Linked DNA regions of Pan troglodytes: regions 1, 3 and 4 are each linked to region 2. Evidence: chromatin contacts called from public Hi-C and HiChIP or PLAC-seq data. All regions are on one chromosome and are shown on one strand. The core of a region is the stretch at or near the end of the contact, and the rest is flanking DNA. Distances in the headings are between cores, read along the strand shown.

Region 1 (5,268 bases), core at 1,500-3,999, 460 kb before region 2:
GTGCACATCATCACCTTTCTGGGCCACTTGCTCCTGCATAGGACCCTCAGGTTTCAATCTGGCCTGAGGTGAAATCCTCCCAGGGAGCTTTGAGCCTGACTTGGTGCCCGAGTGGGTTTTTTCATTACAGAATAGTAGTCCCGAGGACACAGGAAGAGATGCATCTCTTATATTTTCACTGACAATGCATGAAGGAATGGAAGCATTTCCACAAAAATATCAACACCGTGAAGACTGAGCTGTCTGCTGATGGGCTGCCCAGGAGAACTCCCCATTTCTGGAGGTGTGCCAGCAGAAGCTAAGTGACACTGGATGGAAAGTTGGACTTGGTGGCCTTTAAAAGACCCTCCACATGGCTGCAAGGCAAGCCTGAGTCTGCTCAGTTTCCACCCACTCCTCCTCCTGCAGACTCAAGCTCTGCCTCCTAGACTTGGCCTTCAAGGCCTCTGGACTCAATCATCCTCTGTGCTCTCATCTGTCTCTCATCTGGCCTGGGAGCTCCAAAAAAGTAGGCATTGGGCATTTTTATTCAGCAACTGTCCTGGGCCCACCAGAGGAGAGAGGTCATGTTTACTGAGCAAAGGCCCCCGCGACCAGGAACTTCACACGTGTCATTACAGGCCATCCTCATACACCCGGTACTGTAATTAGTTTCACTTTGCAGGTCAGCAAACCAAGGTCAGGAAGGCTGAGCAACCTGCCAAAAGTCACACAACAACATGACTGCCAAAGAAGTGAAGAGATGAAGGAAGGGGCGCTGAGCCTGTGGGCTTCCCGGCTTTTAGCCCCTGGTCCCCAGAGGCATCTGCAGCAGGTGGGCACGCTTGGTTGCCCATCTGCCTCAAATGTTGGGGAGCCCCATCCGGGCGCTGAGTAAGGTGGAACCCCACGAGCTGACTAACCACAACCACAGCCTCTGGGGGCGGGGGAGTGGGAGGTGGGGCACTCACCCCCAGCCCACCATAGCCCCAGCCCCGCCCTCCTGGGCCCTAGCAGAAGCTCTGCCATGGCCCAGTGATTTCTGCTTGGTAGCAGCTCCGGGAAGAGTGAGGCAGTGCTCAGTGAGCCTGGGTCTGGATGGCTGGGAGCTGGTCCGATACACAAGGCCAGGAACTGCCCGAATGATCCAGTCACTCTGCTCATACTGCAGGGCAGCTTCAAAGCACTTTCCTGGACATTTGGCCCCTTGGACAGGGACCTGGAAAAGGAAGCCCACAGGATATAGGAGTATCCACCAACTGCCACAATAAAGGCAGTGAGAAGTTGCCTAACAACCACTGGGTGCAGGCTCCAGCTGGATCCATTGCACTTAGTTCTAGCACCAACTCCAAGTAGTAGCTACTATCTTTCCCACTTTACAGATAGGGGCGCTGAGGTTCCGTTTGACCAAATGGAGCACTAGAGACCAGAGAGGGGGCTGGATGGACCAGCTAGGACCCTGTGGACATAGATCTGAGGCCTTGGGTCGCTGGGAGGGAAGGGAAAGAGGTTTGGATACCCTTCACAGGCCCTGCTGAGAGATTCCTTACCTGCACCTCCTGCCCATCCCCTCACTGCAGCTCAGGCCTCCTCCTTAGGGAAGCCTTCCCTGATTTCCTCTTCTAAGACTAGGTCAGGCCCCTATGGCACCTGCTATCATGGCTTGTCCTCTCTGGGTTGACCCCATCTCCCCAGATCCATCTCCACAGTGGACTGAACAGGGGTAAGAAAAGGCAGTAACTGTAGAGACTTCAGGGAATCCCGCTTCTGAGCCCAGCCTTACCCTGATTTGCCACAAGGCCCTGGGTGGTCACTTTCATGCATGTAAAATGGGGCACCCTGCCCCACTCTCAGGGCTGGTGACGATCAGGGAAGAGAAACACTGTGGAAGAGGCACCTTCTACACTTGGAACCAGGACCTGGAGGACAGCCAGGGCCCCTCTCTTCTAGGGACCCGCATACTAGAGTCCACAGGCAGCAAGGCAGGGTACCTGTGATTTGGTAGGGTCAAGGCATCTAGAAGAGAGGTGGCTTTGGGGAAGATCTGCTTCAACCTCCAATCTAAATGACAATACCGCCACCCCATATTTGCACAGTACTTTAAAAATTCGGGCAAGATAATGCCCAAACTGAATCAGACTTAGCTTTATGAACAGATTGGGCTCAAATCACTGATTCTTATTAGCTGTGTTGACTTTGGACACGCCATTTAACCTTTTCTGAGCCTCAGGTTCCCCAACTATAAATAGGGACCTTACTAGTCTCAGACAATTGGTTTTCATGTGTACATACTGCCCCCACCCCTAGCCTCAGCTTCTCCATCCGAAAACAGGACTTTGATGGTGCCGTTTCACAGGCTGTTGAAGGGTCCCGCAGATGATGGAGGAGTACGGGTCTAGACACTAGAGCACAATCCGGAGAGGAAAAGTGACCTGCCAGGACCCACCAGAGTGGACGGCTTGGTGCGGGGAACCCCCTCCGCGGCCGCCCCAGGGCCAGCGAAGGGTCATTTCCTTCCGCATTCAGCCCCGCCGTCACCTCGCCTGTTTGCCCCCGCGTTAAGTGCGGCGGCGCCAGCAGCTGGGAAATCGGGGCCAGGCCGGATTTCCTCTGTGGACCTGCGGCTCCTAGAGCCACCGCGCCCCCCTCCGGACCCCGCGGGGCCGCGAACTGCACGTGCGGCGGCCACTGGGATGGGCCTCGCTCCCACGGCGCTTCCTCTGCAACCCCTCTCCCTCCCGCCCTCTCATCCCCCCACACTGGGCCCCCGCCCCTTCCCGGCCGAGGTCCCAGGGTGGTGAAGATGCTTCGCCGCCCCACCCCACTCCGCCCCCGCCGGCTCCGGATAAACCGAGGCACGGGGCCAGGCGCTAGGACCCCGCGGCCTCGCCAGAGGGGGGCGTGGCGGGGCGGGCCGGCGGGAGAGGTATTTAAATTGCAGCCGGAGCGCGGGGGCTCCGGTGGGGCAGCTGAGCGGCCTGCTCCTCCTCGGGCCGTGACCCCGGGGTCTGGCGCGGGGTGGGACCCGGGGGCGGGTTTGCGCAAAATGTGCCGAGACTGCCCGGGAGAGGAGCTGCGGCCGCGCTGAGCCAGGTAGGAGCCGCCGGGCAGGCGAGGCTGGCCGGCCCTCGGGGGGCGCACTGTCGCGCGCCTCTAGCGAGCGCAAGGCGGGGGCTGGTCCCAAGGGACGCCCCCCAAACACTCCCTTCCCGCCATCCCCACTGCGCGCGTGGAGCCGGGGCTGACCCTCCCTCGGTCCCTGGGAGTTCCCCAGCGCTCCTGTCTTGGCGGATCTTTCCCGCAAAGGGGTGAGGCCGGCCTTCCCATTTGACAGCTGGGAAAACAATGGCCTGAAGACCGTGACTTGCCCAGGAACACACAGCTAGGCAAGGGCAAACCGGAATTTGAATTCAGGTTTCCTGCAACGCTCCGATCCCAGCCAGGCGTGGGGCTGCCCATCCCACAGCACTAGATGGCCTGCCCATTTCTCGTAGTGGGGTAGGGGGCACCCACCGCTCTCCAAGGGGCTCTGAAGCCAGCCTTCTTCATGGGTGGTAAGATGTGAGGGACCCCCACCCCCACGCCGAGCTGCCTGAAATTCCGCCATCACAGCCACATTCCTTTGGGTTAAGGTCTAATTCCCCCGTGGGATGCACATGTCTCCAGAACGAGGCTTGCCCTTAGTGATTCACTGCTTGACAGGAACGTCCGCAGCAGCTCTCCCAGGACCCCACTCTGCCAGTAAGTCAGCTGAGGCTGAGAGGAGGGAGAGAGGACCTCAGAGCCCAGACTGTGAGCTAGTCTGCCCTGCTCCTGCGTGTGAGGGGTCGTTGGCAGGGCTTAGGGAAGGAGACCTTGATTTGGTATAGTGGGAACATTTGCTTTGGAGACAGATGAACTGGATTGTGATCCTGACCCTGCTATTTTCTCCTTGTGTGACTTTGGGTAAGTCACCTCTCTGAGCCTCCTTTTCTTCATGGGCAAAAAAAGACAGTTCTATAGGGGGGAGTCGGCTCAGCATGTGCTGGAGAAAACACAGTATTCAGGTCATGTAGAACTGGATAAATCACAGCTCCAAAGCCCTTATGAGCTGGGTAACTCTGGGGGTAAGTCACTTCACTTTCCGGAAACTGTTTTCTCATCCGTAAAATGGGAATTACAGTAATTTCCTCAATAGGTGATTGTGAGAATTAAATGAGATGATATAGGTCAAGTGCTTAGAAGACTAACATCCTTAAATGTAGGGGTGGGCTTATTGTGGTAGTAGTCATTGCCCCCCGTACCCCTGCTCTCTCTCTCTCACTCTCTCTCTCTCTCACACACACACACACACACACATACATTCTTTGGCACTTTTCTGAGTTGGACTCCTGAGAGTCCGACTCTCCTGCCTCCTCTTGCCCAGGCCACTTGTCTGCAGGCTTGGGGCCTCCCCACTGAGCACACCTCACCTGGGATGCTCAGCCCTGCGAGGGTCACTGTGTCAGCTGGGAAGGACAGTGAGGATGCAGGGCACCTTCGCCACCATTCTTTGCCTGATCATCACAATAGTTGGGGTTGGCCAGTGGCAGAACTGGAACCCAGCTGCCTACCCTGCAGACAGGACACTGGGGCACCAAGAAAGGAAGGGACTTACCTTAGGGAGCAGAGCTGGTGAGTGGTGGGCTTTGGATGCAAGCCTGGGTCTAAGTGACACCGTCCTCCTTTTTGAGAGAGAGTAGTCTTTAAATGCTACACCCGGTACTTGGGCACCACTGAGGAGGGCCCACAGCTGAGGGGCCCTTCCCGTCAGATGCCAGGACAGAGTGCCCATGTGCTGCAGGGACGATCCCTTCTGGATGTGCACAGGGCCACCTCGGGGATAGAGTGGGGTTTGGCAGAGGAAGGGGAAATAAGGGCCTAGGACCCTTCCTTGTCCTCACCTGGCACTCACCACTCAGTCCACTGCAGCTGAGCTTCTGCCCTGATTTTGCCACTTGTTCACTAGTCTTTAGTGAATACCTACTTAGTAGGCCCCTGTTCCCGCATGATAAGAAATAAATGATGAGGAAATGATAAATGTGGGAAAACAATGACATGTGTGAGGAGCTGAGGAAGAGCATTCAGGGAGAGGAAACTGCAGGAGCAAAGGCCCTGTGGCAGGAATGAATTTGCTGTGTTGAAGGAACAGCAGGAAAGCTGGAATGTGGTGAGGGAAGGGAAAATGGGCAAGAGTCAGAGAGGAGACTGTGGATAGCCTGGATTTTCTTGGAGATTTTCAAACAGAAGAGGTTTAGGATCTGACAGATG
Region 2 (5,628 bases), core at 2,029-4,528:
TGGGATTACAGGTGCCTGCCACCACACCTGGCTAATTTTTGTATTTTTAGTAGAGATGGGGTTTCGCCATGTTGGCCAGGCTGGTCTTGAACTCCTGACCTCAAGTGATCCACCCACCTCGTCCTCTCAAAGTGCTGGGATTACAGGCGTGAGCCACCACACCTAGCTGTCACTCTCTTTTGAGTCCCTTGGTGAAGCAATAGCAGTGAGCCGAGCAGTGCCCCACCACATCCCCCCTTCATACACCGAAAAGTCGTGGCCCAGGGTGCGTGATCTTGACCCTTCTCCTTACTGGCTGCTTTTGGCTTTCTCTGGAAAAGCCTTTGTTGTTGTGGGAGGGATAAAGTGCTGAGGTCTGAGTAGGGGTAGTGGGCTTAGGGAAGACAGAGAAGGCATTGGGGGGACATCTGGGGTTGTGGTCACACAGCATTCTTGGGTCAGGAGCCCCAAGATGTGTGGGTTCTAGAGCTGAAAAGGCCCTTAGAGGTTCAACCCTTCACTTATAGATGGGCGACTGGGGCTCAGACAAAGCAAAAAAACTACCTGCCATCACACAGCAAACTAGTGACGGGGCTCAGGACTGCAACCAGTTTTCCTGCACCCCCATCCGGTGCCCCTGGAAACAGGTGACTGCCCCCCACCATCTCCACCAAGGTTTTGGCCTCAAGGGAAGGAAGCTGAAGTGGGCAGAGGGGTCCCTCAAGGTCAGCATGGTGAACGGAACTTTGTCTGCCCTTACCTCCATGTCCTTTCAGCCTGGGTGCCTCCCTGGGCAGGGTGGGTACAGGACGGGGGTGGGGGGAAAGGGGTGTGCCCCTGGCCAATGGCAGTCAGGCAGGGGCTGAGAAGCCAGCTGACAGGAAGCCCCCAGCATGTCTGGGTGATCAGATCACCAGAATCGCCTGGGCTGATTGAGAAGAAAAATATATTCACATCCACGTCCACAGCAGCAGCAGCCAGGGGCATGGGGCCTCATCCCCTCTGAAGAGGAGCCTGCAGCCCAGGTGGCCAGCACAAGCCAGATACACAGTGGCCCTTGAGGAGGACTGGACAGAGGGAAGTAGAAGGGACGGCAAGGGGGTAGGTCAGTTGGTTCTAAAGATGAAAACAAAATTCTTCTCAATTACTGCCTATTATGCAAATGGAGAGACTTGGGTGCAGGGAGGGGCAGACCCTCACCCCAAGTCTCCCTTGATTTTCAATGCAAGCTTTTGGCAACACTTTCTCATAGCCCTTCCCCCTACTCCCCTCCCCAGGCAGGTTTCCAGCCCTAGCTGATGCCTGGGTCCTGATCCACAGGACACAGCTGAGTAGCTGGCAGGTGGCAGGAGGGGGCAGGGCTGAGCTTCAGGAGTATGGGATGTTCTGCTGGTTTCCTTCAACTCCCCACAAGACGATGGAAAGTCACTATCCTTCCCCCATGTGTTCACTGGGAGCCACCAGCCATAGTGGAGTCTGAGCCAGAGATCTGGGTTCATATATCAGCTCCCTTTTGAGCCTCAGCTTCCACATCTGTGAAATGGGAATACTAATCCTGATCTTGGAGAAGTAGAGGATTCCATGGGATTGTATTATTCCCATTTTGTGGGTGAGAAAACTAAGTCTTGGGGAATTTAAGCAACTTGCTCAAGATTACACAGCTAAAAATAAAATTGGGCAAAATCTGTATTGGAATCCAAGTTTACATGACTCCAAATTCTTCCATTTCTACTCTAGCTGGGAGCCAGAGGGGATTTCTGGCAGGAGGACTGCTGCAAATGTTTGGAGGCAACTGACTGAGCCTCTTAAATGGGCAGAGGGGTGTGCATCCCAATCAGACAGAGACCACCTGGAATGGCTCTGACTGAAGTGGCCAGGGGGCCTGGGGCAGGGGAGCTAAAGACATTCTTGGGCCCCCGGAGGCCTTTGCTCTCTGCCTCTTAGGTGGAATAGCCCCCGCCTTCCCTTCCTCAATGCCCCAAGCCCCACTGTCTTTCCACTGCTTTTTTGATCAGATTGCCCCAGTGTTCTGGCATGAGAGATGGGGGTGTCCCAGCATATGTTCCAAAGGGTATCCCTGTGATTGTGTGCAGAAGTACATGTTTGGCATTGTACACTTGGGAGCTGTGTGTGCATGGAAGCTCATGCATGTTTGCACGTGAACTGTGTGCGCGCAGGTGGTCTGTGTGCAGCCTCCCCTTCATGATGTGTGTACGGCCATTTCACACCTCTGTGCTACTGTGCGTGAGGGCAGATGATATGTCCTGGTATCTCCCGAGTGTGTTTGTAACCATATGCGGGGTGATATGCCCCAGCCTGTGTGTGAGGACTGGCTGTGTGGGAGTACTGGTATGGCTGGGAGGCTGCTGTGGGCACTGTGGGCCCAGATGTTTGTGTTGTATGTGGAGGTACCTGTAGCTGGGTGTGGGGCAGCCTAGGAGTGCCACTTCATCTGCAGCTGCAAAGAATGGGGAAAAGCATGTCAGGCATTTTGGGGGACCTGAGACAGGCTCCGTGTCCTCACTAAGTCTCCATTTCCCTTTCTGCTAATGAACCAGTTATCCTTGAGGACGTCCTGGGATTGAGGCCCCTAGAAGGAGGGGGAGACATGGATGAACCCACAGCACCCGATGGGCAGTTAGAAATCGCAGTCATGTTGTGGGGTAAGCAGCTGGTCTGCTCAGGGGAGGCCAAGTGAGGGGGTCCCAGAAGCACCACACGCCTGGGCTACTCGACGCAGGAGGTGCCTCTCTAGGCTCCTTTAACTTAGGAAACCCAGTCCTCCTCTGCTCCCCCTCCCCTGTGTCCAGAACACTCCCCAGCAGTCACCCCAATGGCTGGGACGCCGCCCAGCTCCACACCTAAGGTTTACAGCGGGCTTTGTAGCGCGGAGTCCTCGTGTCTCTTTCTCTTGCAGGATCGTTGATTCCTTTTCCACAACTGGAACCAGAGGCCAGAAGAGATGGCCCCCCGAAGGACCAGGACTAGGACACGAAGGCAGGTTTCGGGACCTCAGACGTCTACAGTAACCACGCTGCGCGACCAACACCTAAGGATGCCCCGGCTCCAGACTGAGACCCAAGTCTGACTTCCCCCTGCCAGTTGAGGCTCCTTGCCTGGTTGCTGCGACGATTCGAGATGGGCCTTACCCGGGCCCCACGCGTGTCGCAGGCACGCAGCACGCACGCTTAGTAAACACCAGCTGTAGTAAGCGAGTCCCCCTTTGTAACTCGACAGAGTACTAAGTTCTCTGGAGCGGCGGGCGCCGCAGGTCAGTGGCGTCCGCGGGGACCCCGCCCCCGCCCCCCGCGCGCGGCCGGGGCCACCCGGTGGGGTTGCGACGCGCTGACGTGGGCGGATCAAAGCCGCCGCCCGCCTTATAAAGCAGTTTGGGAGGCTCGCGCCGGAGATCGCGCCAGGCGAGGAGGAGAGCTCGGGCGAGCGGCGAGCACAGGCCACGGGAGCTGAGCGCAGCAGAGAGCAGCCGGAGTCCGCGCCTGACTCCGCGCGGGTCCTGAGCCGGCCGCAGCTTGCCAGGATCCCCGGCGTCCTTCTCGCGCCGCTTCACGAAGAGGGCGCCTTCGCCGCTCGCCCAGCCGGAGTGCGCACGGGCCCGCTGGAAACCGCACTCGCCGCTCCCTGGGCAGGCCGGGGCACCCGGGCACGCAGGGCGCGCCTGGCGAGCGCCCCGGGAGGTGAGCAGTGGTCGCGGGCAGCGGGCAGCCGCTCAGCGGGGACCCGCCAGGGCTGGGGGCGCCCGAGTCCGAGGGGGACGACGCTTCTCGCACCCGCCACGACCCCCTTGGGCACCCACTCCCGGGTAAGCAAACCAAGCGCTCCTCCATACCTTTCCCCCGCAGCACTCCGAAGAGTTCCCCTTTGCGGAGTGAAGCCTCGGGAGCCTGGGGACGCGGGGTTTAGGGGGACGCGGGACGGTGGTGGGTTGTGCAGTTCCTGCGGCCCTCCTCGAACTTTCCCGGCCCGGCCCCCCTCTTCTGCCCCCGCACCCCAGGTGACCCCCTCCTTCCCAGTCGTTCGGCGGATGAGGTCATGCCCGAGCCACCCCCGGGGGTGGGGGACTTGGATCCCGCGACAGAGGGTGTGTGTGGTGGGCGGGGGGAAAGGGTGGCAAAAGGCAAAGAAATGCGGCAGCGCCTAGTAAATTGGGGATGGGGGCAGAAGCCTGGCTTTGAGAACGGGTCCCAGGGGCGGCGGGGGGAGGGGGAGAACCGAGTTTGTTTACTGACCTGAGCTCCAGGCTGGGGACTAGGGAGGAGGAAAGTCCTGTCCCCGGCCCCGAGGCACATCTGCAACCGCCCGGAACATCTGGCTGAGCTCGCGCACGAGCTCCACGCCTCCCACCCCCGGGGCTGAAGTGCCTCGGTGTCCCTCAAGGCCCTGGGCGTGCAGGGTCCGGCTCCAGGGGGTTAGCAGGAGGGATCTCGAGTGCTCCCACCCACCCTTCCCACTTCCAAAACAACCCGTCTCCCGGGTGACCCAGCGCCGCGTGCGCAGCCAAGCAGACGTCTCTCGAAAGCCTCACGGCTGGGGTCAAAGCTGGGTGGCAGGCCCGGCCTCGCCCCGCCCCGCAGGTAACCTTGAAGCCGTCGCTCGGCGTCCCTGGTTGGCGGGGTCAGCTCCGTGAGCTGCGTGGCGGGAGGCTTCGGGACCCGCCCGTGCCGACCTTGCGCGCCGCGCGGACAATCGGCCCCGGTGCACGGTGCCCGTGGGGCGTCGGGGTAGGGGGGGCCCCGCAAGTCCTCGCCGGCGTGGCCTGGTCCCAGCGGCCGGCTTTCCAGAGTCCTCCACAGCCCGGGCCTATGACCACCTGTTGGCGGCGCTGGGCTGCGGCGCTGCGCTCGTGGTGTTCTCCCTGTGCACAGCCCCAGGCGGCCGCCTCCCGGGCCCGCTGCAGGCAGGGTAGCTCGGACCAACTTCGAGGAGGTGACCTCTCGCTCTCCAAAGGTGCTACGCCTGGCGCGGCCCACTACGCGCCCGGCCCCAAGCAAGGGGCCGGGCAGGTCAGGGCGGCCCACGGCAAGTGTCCTATAGAACGACCAGGACACAGGGGGCACTCCCTCGACACGTTGTCCCATCCCCAGACGGAGAAGCGGGGGCCCAGGAAGAGGACTTGACCCCAGCCCGCGACGCAGGAGGCAGCCGCGATTCCCCCCTCCTCGAGCCCCGGCTTAGCGCCCCCTGGCGGGCTGGGGGCTTCAGGAGGCGCGTGCACCCTGACCCGCGAGCTCAGGCGGAGGGTGACCCCGTGGCCTGCGCGGCTGTCCCGGGCGCTCGTACAAGGGACAGGAACAGTCCGTCAGGACCCAGAGGCTCGGGCCAGGCGCTGCCTCCCCGCGCGACGAGCTTGGGCGGCGGAGGGAGAGCCTTGGGACAGCCGGGGCTGCACCGAAAGAGCTGGGCGGGGCTGGAGGCCTGGGTCCCCGTCCGCTGTGCGACCTAGGGGGCTCCTCCTCTCCCTGGGAGACCAGGCTGGACACAGATCCCCCGCTGTGAGTCCGCGCGCCTCCGTCCTCTTGCAGCCCCCGCCCCCTCCCCACCCAGGAATGCCGGGTGCCTTCGGGGGGCGGCGCACTTTGGGAGAGGGGAAGACGGTGACAGGAGTTTTGATTCCCCCCTCCATATCCAGCG
Region 3 (5,268 bases), core at 128-2,627, 390 kb after region 2:
TGGAGGAACACATGAATATATACATCAAATCCTCCTTCCACAGAGACTCACTGAAGGGAATGAAGAAGGAAAAAGTCCTCCTAATTATTAAGATGCGTTCCTTGGGACTCGGAGAATTAGGAAGGAAACCCCCAAGTCTTGAATACATTTCTCTAAAGAGGCCGAATACTTAATAATCAGGGGAGATTAAAGCAAATGGTAGACACCCTAAAGTCTCCTCCAGGGCTCTTGCACGAAGAGTACAAACTGGTTTCTCCGTAAGCGGGGATGGCCAGGTGGGGAAAGAAAGGAAAAGTGCTTTCGCTATGGCCCGTGGGACACAGGGGGTTCCCCGGGTCCCTTCCTGGGCGGAACGAGGGAGAGGGTCTGCGCGGGGGAATCCCCGGCTCCCTGCGTTGGGGGAGGCGGCCTCGGGCCGGGGCCCCAGGGACTTGAGCTGGCTGGCTGCTTGTCTCTTAACAAGCCCATCTCCTGTAACGGGATTCTCCTAGGACTCCAGGATCTCCCGGAGGTTCGGCCATCACTGGACCCCTCCCTGCACAAACCTCCTGACAGTCTTCCTCAGTCCCGCGAGCCCTCCAGGTCCCTGCTCTGGGTGTCCCGGCTCGCGGGGTCAGCCCGGAGCCAGCAAGCTCTCCACGCGGGCCTGCCCGGGTCCCTCCCGAGTGCTGCGAGCCGCGCGGGCTTACCTGCTGAGACGGCAGCTCCACATGCAGGGCCCGCGCGGCAGAACCGGGAGGCAGAGCAGCGGCCGGGCCCGGGGGTGGCTGGGGGACCTGGCCCCCGACCGACGCGGAGGCGCTCATCTCGATCCAGGGGCCGCCAAGCGGCGGGGCGGGCGCTCTTCCGGCATCCGCCGCCGCCCCCTTGCCACCACCTGCCAAGCCCCTGCAGCCTAGAAACCCGCCACCCGAGAGGCACTACTGCTCAGTCCAGACAGTAGCCGCCGCCGCTGCCGCCGTTGCCGCCGCTGGCTAAGGAAGAGCCATATTACCGCAGTGCAACCCCTCCACCCCGCCGAGACCCGGAGCGCTCATTGGCTTAGCCCTCAAGGAGGCGGGACCCAACGGCAGAAAAGGGGCGTGCTATTGGGTAGAAGGTCTGTCCATCGCTGGCATTACTGGACTTGGGGGCGGAGGGACTCAAGGATGGCCTCAATTGCGTCTGTCAAGCCGGAGTGAAACCTGGGGCGTTGCTTCTTTTTTTCCCAGTCTAATTGGTTCATTCACTACCAACGGGCAGAGTCTCCTGGTGGAGGCGGAAGGGCCATTGCACGAGGTCGCTGTCAATTGCCAGTAAAGGGAAAGAGGGGTGGGGTCTTGATTAGGTAGAGCGCGCTTCTGGGCTCCGGTGTCACGTGCAGGAGGCGGGAGAGTCACCTGATTAGGGAGTATCGGTCTTCTGAGCCACTTCCGCCCTCACTGGTTGCCGTGGTAACAGGCCTCCGGTGGAGGGCGGGGACCCTCGGAAGCCAGCTGGGTGACGATCGCTTGTCTGCCTTGGCAGGCCCCTTGTGCAGTCTTTTCCCGGCGTGAGCGTGCAGGGATTGAAAAGGAATGCTTTTTGGTTCAGCAGAGAGCCACCACGCAGGATGCACTGGGACCTGAGAACCGTCGGGCAGTCCCACGAGCTCTTTCATGACCAGCTCCAACCGACAAGTACACGCCCCTTCTCGCACTCCACTAGCTAGTAAGCTGAGCTACAAGGTGTGCCAGGCACCCAGGACGCCGATTCACCGCTTCAGGTGGGCTGTTTGTGCTGTGTCCCCAGAAAGCCTTTGCTACTTATCCATCAGTCTTAGCTGGGGCAGGAGTCCCTTCTTCCGAAAGGCTTCTCTGAGCCTCTCTGGGACCTTGAGTTAGGAATTTTGACCCTACCGTGGGTCTGGATTATTCTATTAATTTTTTTTAACAGTGCCTCATTCTTTCGCCCGGGCTGGAGTGCAGTGGCAAAATCACGGCTCATTGCAGCCTCGACCTCCTGGGCTCAAGTGATCCTCCCACCTCACCCTCCTAAGTAGCTGGGAATACAGGCACATGCCACCAGGCCCAGCTAATTTTAAAATTTTTTTGTAAAGATGGGGTTCTGGCCATATTTCCCAGACTAGTCTCAAACTCCCAGGCTCAAGTGATCCTCCAGTCTCGGGCTCCCAAAGTGTTGGGATTACAGGCATGAGCCACCAGGCCTGGCCACATTGTCTTTTAACACATGTAAGCAGCCACCCTCCTTCCCACACACACACAAAATACTGTGAATTCTTCAAGCAAAAGGACCTTGTCTGATTCATCTCTGGATCCCCAGTGCCTGACAGAGAATCAGGAAATTTTTTTTTTTTTTTTTTTTTGCGGTGAAGGCCCAGCTCAAATGCCACCTCTTCCATGAAGATTTCCGTGATCCACAATGATAGCATCTCCAGCAATTGCTTCTATAATGAATAGCATGAGTCATTCTGCAGGATATTGATCTTCCTTTTTTTACTCCTAGACTGAATTTTTCCACCACCTGGATGAACATAGCAGAAAGAACATAGTGTTTTAGAGTCAGACACAATAGGAATCAGGCACTTTGGAATCTTGGCTCTGCCACCTTTGAGCTATCCCAAGGCAAGTCACTTCCCCTCTCTCAGCTTTAAAATAGTAATAGGATTGCTGTAGGGATTAAAGTAAATCAACATATGTAAAGTGCCCACACAGGACCTGGCATATAGTAGTTGCATTTTAAATTTTTTAAACAAAATGTAAGCATACTATCTTTCCAGGGTGTTCAGAAGCCTGAAAAACACCTTGGATCTTTTCTCAGAGCTGGATCACAAAGATGTCACACTGTCTCCTGTTCTGACAAATTGAGTGGTTCCTCATGGCTGGAGCCTGGGGCGTGTGGTCAGGTGTTTGTTGAGAAAGGAGTCGCTTGATCAGGTGTTTGTTGAGAAAGGAGTCACTGGGAAATCCCAAATATTATCTGATTGAACTCATGTGGTGCCACGATCTGGGGGAATTTCACAGAAAACACATTTCTGTTTCTAAGCTGTATTAGTTTTCTGAGGCTGCCATAACACATTATCACAATTCTTGCTTGAGCCCAAGAATTTGGGACCAGCCTGGGCAACATGGCAAAACCTTGTCTCTACAAAAATACAAAAATTAGCCCAGCATGTCGTTTTCACCTATAGTCCCAGCTACTGAGGAGGCTGAGGTGGGAGGATTACCTGAGCCTGGGGAGGTTGAGGCTGCAGTGAGTCAAGATCATGCCACTGTACTCCAGCTTGGGCAACAGACTGAGACCCCATATCAAAAACAAACAAAGAGTGATCATCCAGTTACTCACTGCTGGGTCTGAGGGAAGCCCAAAGGCAGTGGGAGCCAGAGAAAATAGTTGAGAGTCAGATTTCACAGTGGAGGTGACATTGAAACAGGGTATTGAAGGGCCAATAAGAGTTCACCAAGTCAGGAGAGAGGGAGGAAAGGACATTCCAGCAGAGAGCAGGATCTATTCTTTCCACAAGCCTTTACTGAGGTTCACCTTTGCACAGGCTAGCTACTGGGTTCTGGAAATGCAGGCTCAAGTAAACAACCCTTCTCCCACTTTTCCGAAATGCCGAAAACATTAGGAGAACTAGAACTCTCATCCCTAGGGGCATTGGGAAGAACTCAAAAGCCTGCTGCTTGCAAAGTATTCAAGATGATGTAAAGCATTTAACACACTGTCTGGGAGATAGTACATTTTTAATAAATACTAGCTGTCATTATTTTCATATGTCCTATTTCATTCTAAAAACTTTTCTTTCTTGTTTTTGAGACAGAGTCTCTCTCTGTGACTCAGGCTGGAGTGCAGTGGTGCAATCTCAGCTCACTGCTACCTCTGCCTCCCAGGTTCAAGTGATTCTCCTGCCTCAGCCTCTCAAGTAGCTGGGACTACAGGCATGCACCACCACACCCAGCTAAGTTTTTTTGTATTTTTAGTAGAGACAGGATTTCACCATGTTGGTCAGGGTGGTCTTGAACTCCTGACCTCAAATGATCCACCCACCTCAGCCTCCCAAAGTGCTGGGATTACAGGCATGAGCCACCGCGCCCGGCCCTAAAAACTCTTTTATTATTGGGATCCTGTTTCATAATATGGCTGATTGTTTCAACATAAAAATATTTTAAATCACAGAATTAAATTATTATAATATTTACATAGTGCTATATATCCCCCAGAGAAACATATATCCAAGTTTAGAGAACATAGATTATAAGGTGGCCAAATGCAATATATATGCAATGATAGAAGGGGTCCAAGGTCAAGTGGTAAGAGTGACCAACTCTTCAGGAGCTGGTGGGCAAGGTCAGAGCAGGCTTCACCAAAGTTATAAAGGATGATTGGGAGTTTAGTAGATGAACAATAGGTGTTTAGATCTGTTTGGCTTGGGAATAGCTAGTGTTTTAACAGCTAATTAGTACCATGTTGGGTATTTAAAGCAAACATTCAGTTTCCAGAGCCAAAAAGCTAAGCCTACCCCAATCCATTTGCCTCCACTTCCTCCTCCCACCTCATGGGCCTGATGCATTGGGTAAACAAGAGCAAGATAGGGCAGATGGGTCTTTCAGTGTCTCAAACTGTATTGAGTTAAATCTATCCCCTTCCTTTCAACAGAGCCCTCTTTCTTCCATTCACTTACTTGTCTAGTCAAACACCCATCAGACCTTTGCCAGGTGTCCAGCCTGGGCACTACGTTTCAGAAAATGATGCACATAGAATCCCTAACTGAAAGGAGATCGCAGCTCATTTGGTACAAAGTGGTAAGTACAATAATCGAGATGATGTATAAAGTACAGTGGAAGCACTAAGAGAAAGTTGCTAACTGTCACGTGTTGTCCAGGAAGGCTTCCTAGGAGAGGAGAGTATTCTATGCAGGAGGAACAGCATGAGCAAAGGCACAGGGGTAGAGGAAGTGGCAGCAGCAGAGTCTAACATGGCTGAAACAAAGGCTGCATGGGAGAGCAACAGGCAAAAAGATTGGAAGAGGAAGCTAGGGCCGGGTGAGAAGAACCTGACTACCAGGCCGAAGAACATGAGTTTCATCATGGGCAACAGAAAGCACTTAGAAAGATGGCTCAGGCAGCCTTGGGGGAGGGGTAGCTTTGAAGGGGCAGGACTAGAAGAGTGAGACGCTTGCAGAAAGCAGGTGAGAATTGTAAAAGAAAAAGGCCGTTCCCCAAAGAAACTGCACATACCCAAGAACCCTGAAAGGCAGGTGCCTAGACAGCATTTTCCCTTCTCCTTTCC
Region 4 (4,909 bases), core at 815-3,314, 300 kb before region 2:
TGAATTTTTTAACTGCCTTCTTTTAAAATAATTTTTAATAGCTCACTTTGTCAAATACAGGATACAAAAAAAGATACATTATTATTCTACCTACACAAAATAATGTGTGTGGACAAGAACTTGAAGGTGATAGGCAAAAATAAAACTAAAGTGCTAGGGTGGTGATTTATGGGTTTTTTTTTTTACATTTTCTAAATTTTTCTTTATAATGCCATAATTGTTACATTGACTTTCCAAACGTAAACATTCTTTTAACCCTTTTCCCATTTAGAAAAAAAAAAAGTGTAGCTTGCTGTCTGCATTCATTTAATTTTATATAAACATGCTCTTTGAGGCTGAAACAAATCTGAGTGATTTTCAATGTGAAAATAAAATATAAAAACTGTTTTTGAGAACTATGTTAACATCACACATAGGAATGCTAGCTTCTAGGATCTGACATTTTCAGCAATTGAGAATTACTATATTTTGTAAACGGAAATACCACTACTAAAAACAGAATGCTATAAATAGAATAATGTCTTTTGTTTCCAAAGTCAATATACTAGAGCAATGCAAAAATAATAATCAAAGCAAGATATTTCCTGGCAAAGTTATCTTGGGGTAAATGCTACAGCTGCAAGCACCACCAGCAAGTATTCTCGGGGTAAATGAGAAAAGGGTTAAAATAAAATTTCCTATGCCAACTATAAATTTAAATTGGTAGCTAAGGAAGGAAATTTTTGGTAACACTCTTTCCCCACTACTATCTTCACTGAAATAATTCATGAGTTAAAATATGTTGTTATAGACAACTAAGAATTATATTACTTTTTGAGATGGTGATTTAGGTTAAGACGTTAGGAAGCAAACAGATCTATTTATTTAATAGCCTTACATAATTTTAAATTTCTTGTAGCCAACAAAGTTGTTAAAATTATGACATCTAAGTATATAATTAGACAGGCTACATAATCTCTGTGACTCAGTCTCCTCATCCATAAAATAATGATTCTATTAGTATATACCTCATAAGGCTGTTGTTAAGATTAAATAAATCACAACTGTAAAGTTCATAATGAACAGTAAAAATTCAGTAATTATTATGGAAATTTTAAGATTCTGATTATAATAAATCTTAAGCACTGAGGTTTGTGGGGGGAATAATTTCTAGTATTTATTTCATTAGTGAATTACAGTTATTATTATTTTATTATTATTATTATTTTGAGATGGAGTCTCACTCTGTCTCCAGGCTGGAGTACAGTGGCGCAATCTCAGCTCACTGCAACCTCCACCTCCTGGGTTTAAGTGATTCTCCTGCCTCAGCCTCCCGAGTAGGTGGGATTACAGGGGCCTGTCATCATGCCCGGCTAATTTTTTTGTATTTTTAGCAGAGACAGGGTTTCACCATGTTGGCCAGGCTGGTTTTGAACTCCTGACCTCAAGGGACCCACCAGCCTTGGCCTCCCAAAGGGATTACAGGTGTGAGCCACCAGACCCGACCACAATTAAGTAATTCTTAAAGCACACATAAAAAGGAGCTTCTAAAGAAATAAGCACACAGAGAAAAAATTAAGATAATCATAAAATGACTTTGCTCAATTATATGCAAATAAGTTTAAAATCTGGATCAAATAGGTAATTTTCTAGGAAATTATTACTTATCAATATTGACCCCAGAAAAGAGAAAAAATGTAAATAGACAAATTTCCACAGATAAAAATTTCAGGAGCTGTACCCCTTTGCCAAAAAATAGCAGGCTCAGATAGTTGCATCGGAGAATTCTACAGTCTCTTAAAAAGAAAGTAATTCCAATGTACTTAAAGCCATTCCAAATACTGATATCTGGCACGGCGGCATGGGCTCTGCTGGCCCCCTAACCCAGTGAAGCTGGTAAAAATTATAAAACCACCATTGAAAGGCTCCAGAAATCGTGCCAAGGGCAAATAGTAAATGAAAAAACATCTACTCAATAAAATCTCAAAAAATTCATTGAGAAAGGCAACATCTGTGGTATTTAAACCAAGAGCATTTCCTCCTTCCCCACTACTAGCTCAGCAAGGGGTACATTCCATTCCAGATGGCTGCAGTGAAGAAGAACTCGGGATTCCTTCTCTGCCAGCTCCCAGTTGAAAGGTTTTCTTCTCAGGAGAAACCAGACTTCAGATTATATCATCCTGCCCTCAGCTACCTACTGCTAAGGCTAAGTTCTGGGCAAGAGCAGTATGGATGTGAGAGCTCTCTTATTCTGCCCAGCCCCCAGTTTGTGGACAAAGCTCTACCTTGGGCACAGTACCACTGAGTACACTGAAGTACTGATAGCCCTTGCCCTGGCTTGTGAGGCAGTGACTCCACCACCAAGCGAGGCAAGCTGTGAGGACCTTAGGCTGCTCCCCAACCCCTTACCCCGACTCTGTGAGCACTCAGTGCCTAAAGCAGGGGTCTGTCAGAGAAGTCTGTCACTTACCCCACCCTAGATACTTCCTATTTCTGCAAGGTTCCAGTTTCTAAGGTCTGTATCAATGGCATTTTTATTTGTGAATCAATTATTACATTACACTATATTAATTAATTTTAGGCAAGGTCTTGCTGTGTCACCCAAGGTAGAGTGCAATGGTGTGATCATGGCTCACTGCAGCCTTGAACTCCTAGGCTCAAGCAATCCTCTTGCCCCAACCTTCAGAGTAGTTGGGAATACAAGCATATGCCACCACACTCAGCTAATTTTACTACTTTTGTAGAGATAGGGTCTTGCTTTATAGTCCAGGGTGATCTTGAACTCTGGCTTCAAGCAGTCCCCCTGCCTTGGCCTCCCAAAGATCTGGGATTACAGGCATGAGCCACCAAACACAGCCAGTTTATTAATTTTTTTATTAGAGACAGCGTCTTGTTCTGTCACCCAGGCTGAAGTGCGGTGGCATGATGCCTGTAACCTTGAACTCCTGAGCTAAAGCAATTCTCCCATCTCAGAATCCCAAAGCACTGAGATTATAGGCATGAGCCACTGCACCTGGTCTATATTTTATTTTTTTGAATAGAGAAAGCATTCATTAAAAACTGACCAGTATAAAAAGTTAGAGTGAATAACTTGTCCTCTTTCCTTGTCCTCTGTCTAGTTCTCCCTTGCCATTAACAAAAGCTTAGTTTCTTATATATTGTCAGAGTCTCCACAAATACAAGAAAATTTAAATATGGATTCTTATACCTCCCCTCTTTACACACTTGTAAAACATAACACATGCACCTTGCTTTCCCCCCTACCTTTAACAATGTATCTTAGAGATCTTTTTAATATAGTCAGTACATAAAATTAAATTGCTTCTTCATTCTACAGTGATACAGGTATACCTTGTTTTATTACACTTTGCTTTATTGTGCTTCTCAGTACTAGTGGTTTTGTTTGTCTGTTTGTTTTTGTTTTTTGTTTTTTTGAGACGGAGTCTCGCTCTGTTACCCAGGCTGGAGTGCAATGGTGCAATCTTGGTTCACTGCAACCTCCACTTCCTGGGTTCAAGCAATTCTCCCTGCCTCAGCCTCCCGAGTAGCGGGATTATAGGCACCCACCAACACACCTGGTTTATTTTTGTATTTTTAGTAGAGACAGGGTTTCATCATGTTGGCCAGGCTGGTCTCAAACTCCTGACCTCTGGTGATCTGCACTCCTTGGCCTCCCAAAGTGTTTTTTACAAATTGAAGATTCTGGCAACCCCACGTCGAGTAAGTCTATAGGCACCATTTTTCCAACAGTGTGCGCTCACATTATGTCTGTGTCACATTTTGATGATTCTCACAATAATTCAAAGTTTTTTTTTATTATTATATCTGTTACTTTAATCGGTGATCAGTGATCTTTGATGTTACTATTATAATTGTTTTGGGCCACCACAAACCATGCTCGTGTAAGATGATGTACTTAATCAATAAATGTTGTGTGTGCTCTGACTGCTTCACGAACTGGACATTCTCCCATCTCTCTCCCTCTCCTTGGGCCTGCTTGTTTCCAAAGACACAATGATACTGAAATTAGGCCAGTTAATAAACTTCATTTCTATGAAGGCCAGGAGAGTGAGGAATCTGCAGAAGAAAAGTTGGAAGCTAGCAGAGGTTGGTTCATGCGGTTTAAGGAAAGAAACCATCTACAGAATGTCAAAGTGCAAAACAAAACAGCAAGTGCTGACGGAGAAGCTGCAGCAAGTTATCCAGTAGATCTACCTAAGATCATTGATGAAGGTGGCTACACTAAACACCAGATTTTCAATGTAGACAAAATAGACTTTTATTGGAAGAAGATGCCATCTAGGACTTTCATAGATAAAGAAGTCAATGCCTGGCTTCAAAGCTTCAAAGAACAGACTGACTCTCTTGTTAGGGACTAATGCAGTTGCTGAGTTTAAGTTGAAGCTGATGTTCATTTACCATTCGCAAAATGCTAGGGTCCTTAAAAAGGATGCTAAATCTACTCTGCCTGTGCTCTATAAATGAAACAACAAAGCCTGGATGACACCACATCTGTTCACAGCATGGTTTACTGAAGGTTTTAAGCCCACTATTGAGACCTACTGCTCATAAAAAAAAAAAAAAGATTCCTTTCAAAATATTACTACCCACTGACAATGCACCTAGTCACCCAAGAGCTGTGATGGAGATATACAAGATTAATATTGTTTTCATGCCTGCTAACATAACATCCATTGTGCAGGCCATGAAACAAGGAATAATTTCAACTTTCAGGTCTTATTAAGAAATAAATTTTAGGCTGGGTGTGGTGGCTCATGCCTGCAGTCCCAGCACTTTGGGAGGCTGTGGCAGGTGGATTGTTTGAGCCCAGGAGTTTGAGACCAGTCTGGGCAACATGGTGAGACCCTGTCTCTACAAAAATTTTTTTTTAAAAATTAGCCAGGCATGCTATGGCTCATGCCTGTAGTCT

Evidence for each region. Hi-C and Micro-C count contacts between places; a contact is called where the count stands out from the background. HiChIP or PLAC-seq counts read pairs in DNA pulled down with a chosen protein or histone mark.
Region 1: a contact with region 2 is called in a Hi-C map of induced pluripotent stem cells, with 1.7 times the contacts expected there. The contact joins the promoter of LRRC32 here to the promoter of WNT11 in region 2. A contact is called at or near these places in 2 of 7 Hi-C or Micro-C datasets (induced pluripotent stem cells and stem cell-derived neural progenitor cells), 1 of 1 datasets of contacts at active chromatin or transcription factors (stem cell-derived excitatory neurons) and 1 of 1 other capture datasets (stem cell-derived neural stem cells).
Region 3: an H3K4me3 HiChIP or PLAC-seq map of stem cell-derived excitatory neurons shows a contact between it and region 2, with 3 times the contacts expected there. The contact joins the promoter of UVRAG here to the promoter of WNT11 in region 2. A contact is called at or near these places in 1 of 1 datasets of contacts at active chromatin or transcription factors (stem cell-derived excitatory neurons) and 1 of 1 other capture datasets (stem cell-derived neural stem cells).
Region 4: a Hi-C map of stem cell-derived neural progenitor cells shows a contact between it and region 2, with 2.8 times the contacts expected there. The contact joins the enhancer-like site here to the promoter of WNT11 in region 2. A contact is called at or near these places in 2 of 7 Hi-C or Micro-C datasets (blood and stem cell-derived neural progenitor cells), 1 of 1 datasets of contacts at active chromatin or transcription factors (stem cell-derived excitatory neurons) and 1 of 1 other capture datasets (stem cell-derived neural stem cells).

The regions. Positions count from the first base shown.
Region 1 is chr9:78,682,757-78,688,024 of NHGRI_mPanTro3-v2.0_pri, reverse strand. LRRC32 (leucine rich repeat containing 32) reads left to right here and starts at 2,749. Exons shown (of 3, transcript XM_016921656.4): 1 at 2,749-3,072.
Region 2 is chr9:78,222,242-78,227,869 of NHGRI_mPanTro3-v2.0_pri, reverse strand. It overlaps WNT11 (Wnt family member 11), which reads left to right and starts at 3,278. Exons shown (of 6, transcript XM_063784350.1): 1 at 3,278-3,674.
Region 3 is chr9:77,827,229-77,832,496 of NHGRI_mPanTro3-v2.0_pri, reverse strand. UVRAG (UV radiation resistance associated) reads right to left here and starts at 1,377. Exons shown (of 15, transcript XM_508649.8): 1 at 690-1,377. The coding sequence starts at 806. It overlaps LOC107967162 (a long non-coding RNA gene), which reads left to right and starts at 1,404. Exons shown (of 6, transcript XR_010147618.1): 1 at 1,404-1,744; 2 at 2,485-2,603; 3 at 4,636-4,781.
Region 4 is chr9:78,523,761-78,528,669 of NHGRI_mPanTro3-v2.0_pri, reverse strand. All of the region lies in intron 10 of EMSY (EMSY transcriptional repressor, BRCA2 interacting), which reads right to left. Among named protein-coding and RNA genes, the nearest start is that of EMSY, 66 kb to the right of the region's middle. Within about 2 kb of position 2,064, at least 3 of the 24 cell types and tissues checked have an H3K27ac peak or open chromatin away from gene starts, as enhancers often do. A contact at or near this core is called in stem cell-derived neural progenitor cells and stem cell-derived neural stem cells, where this site is marked.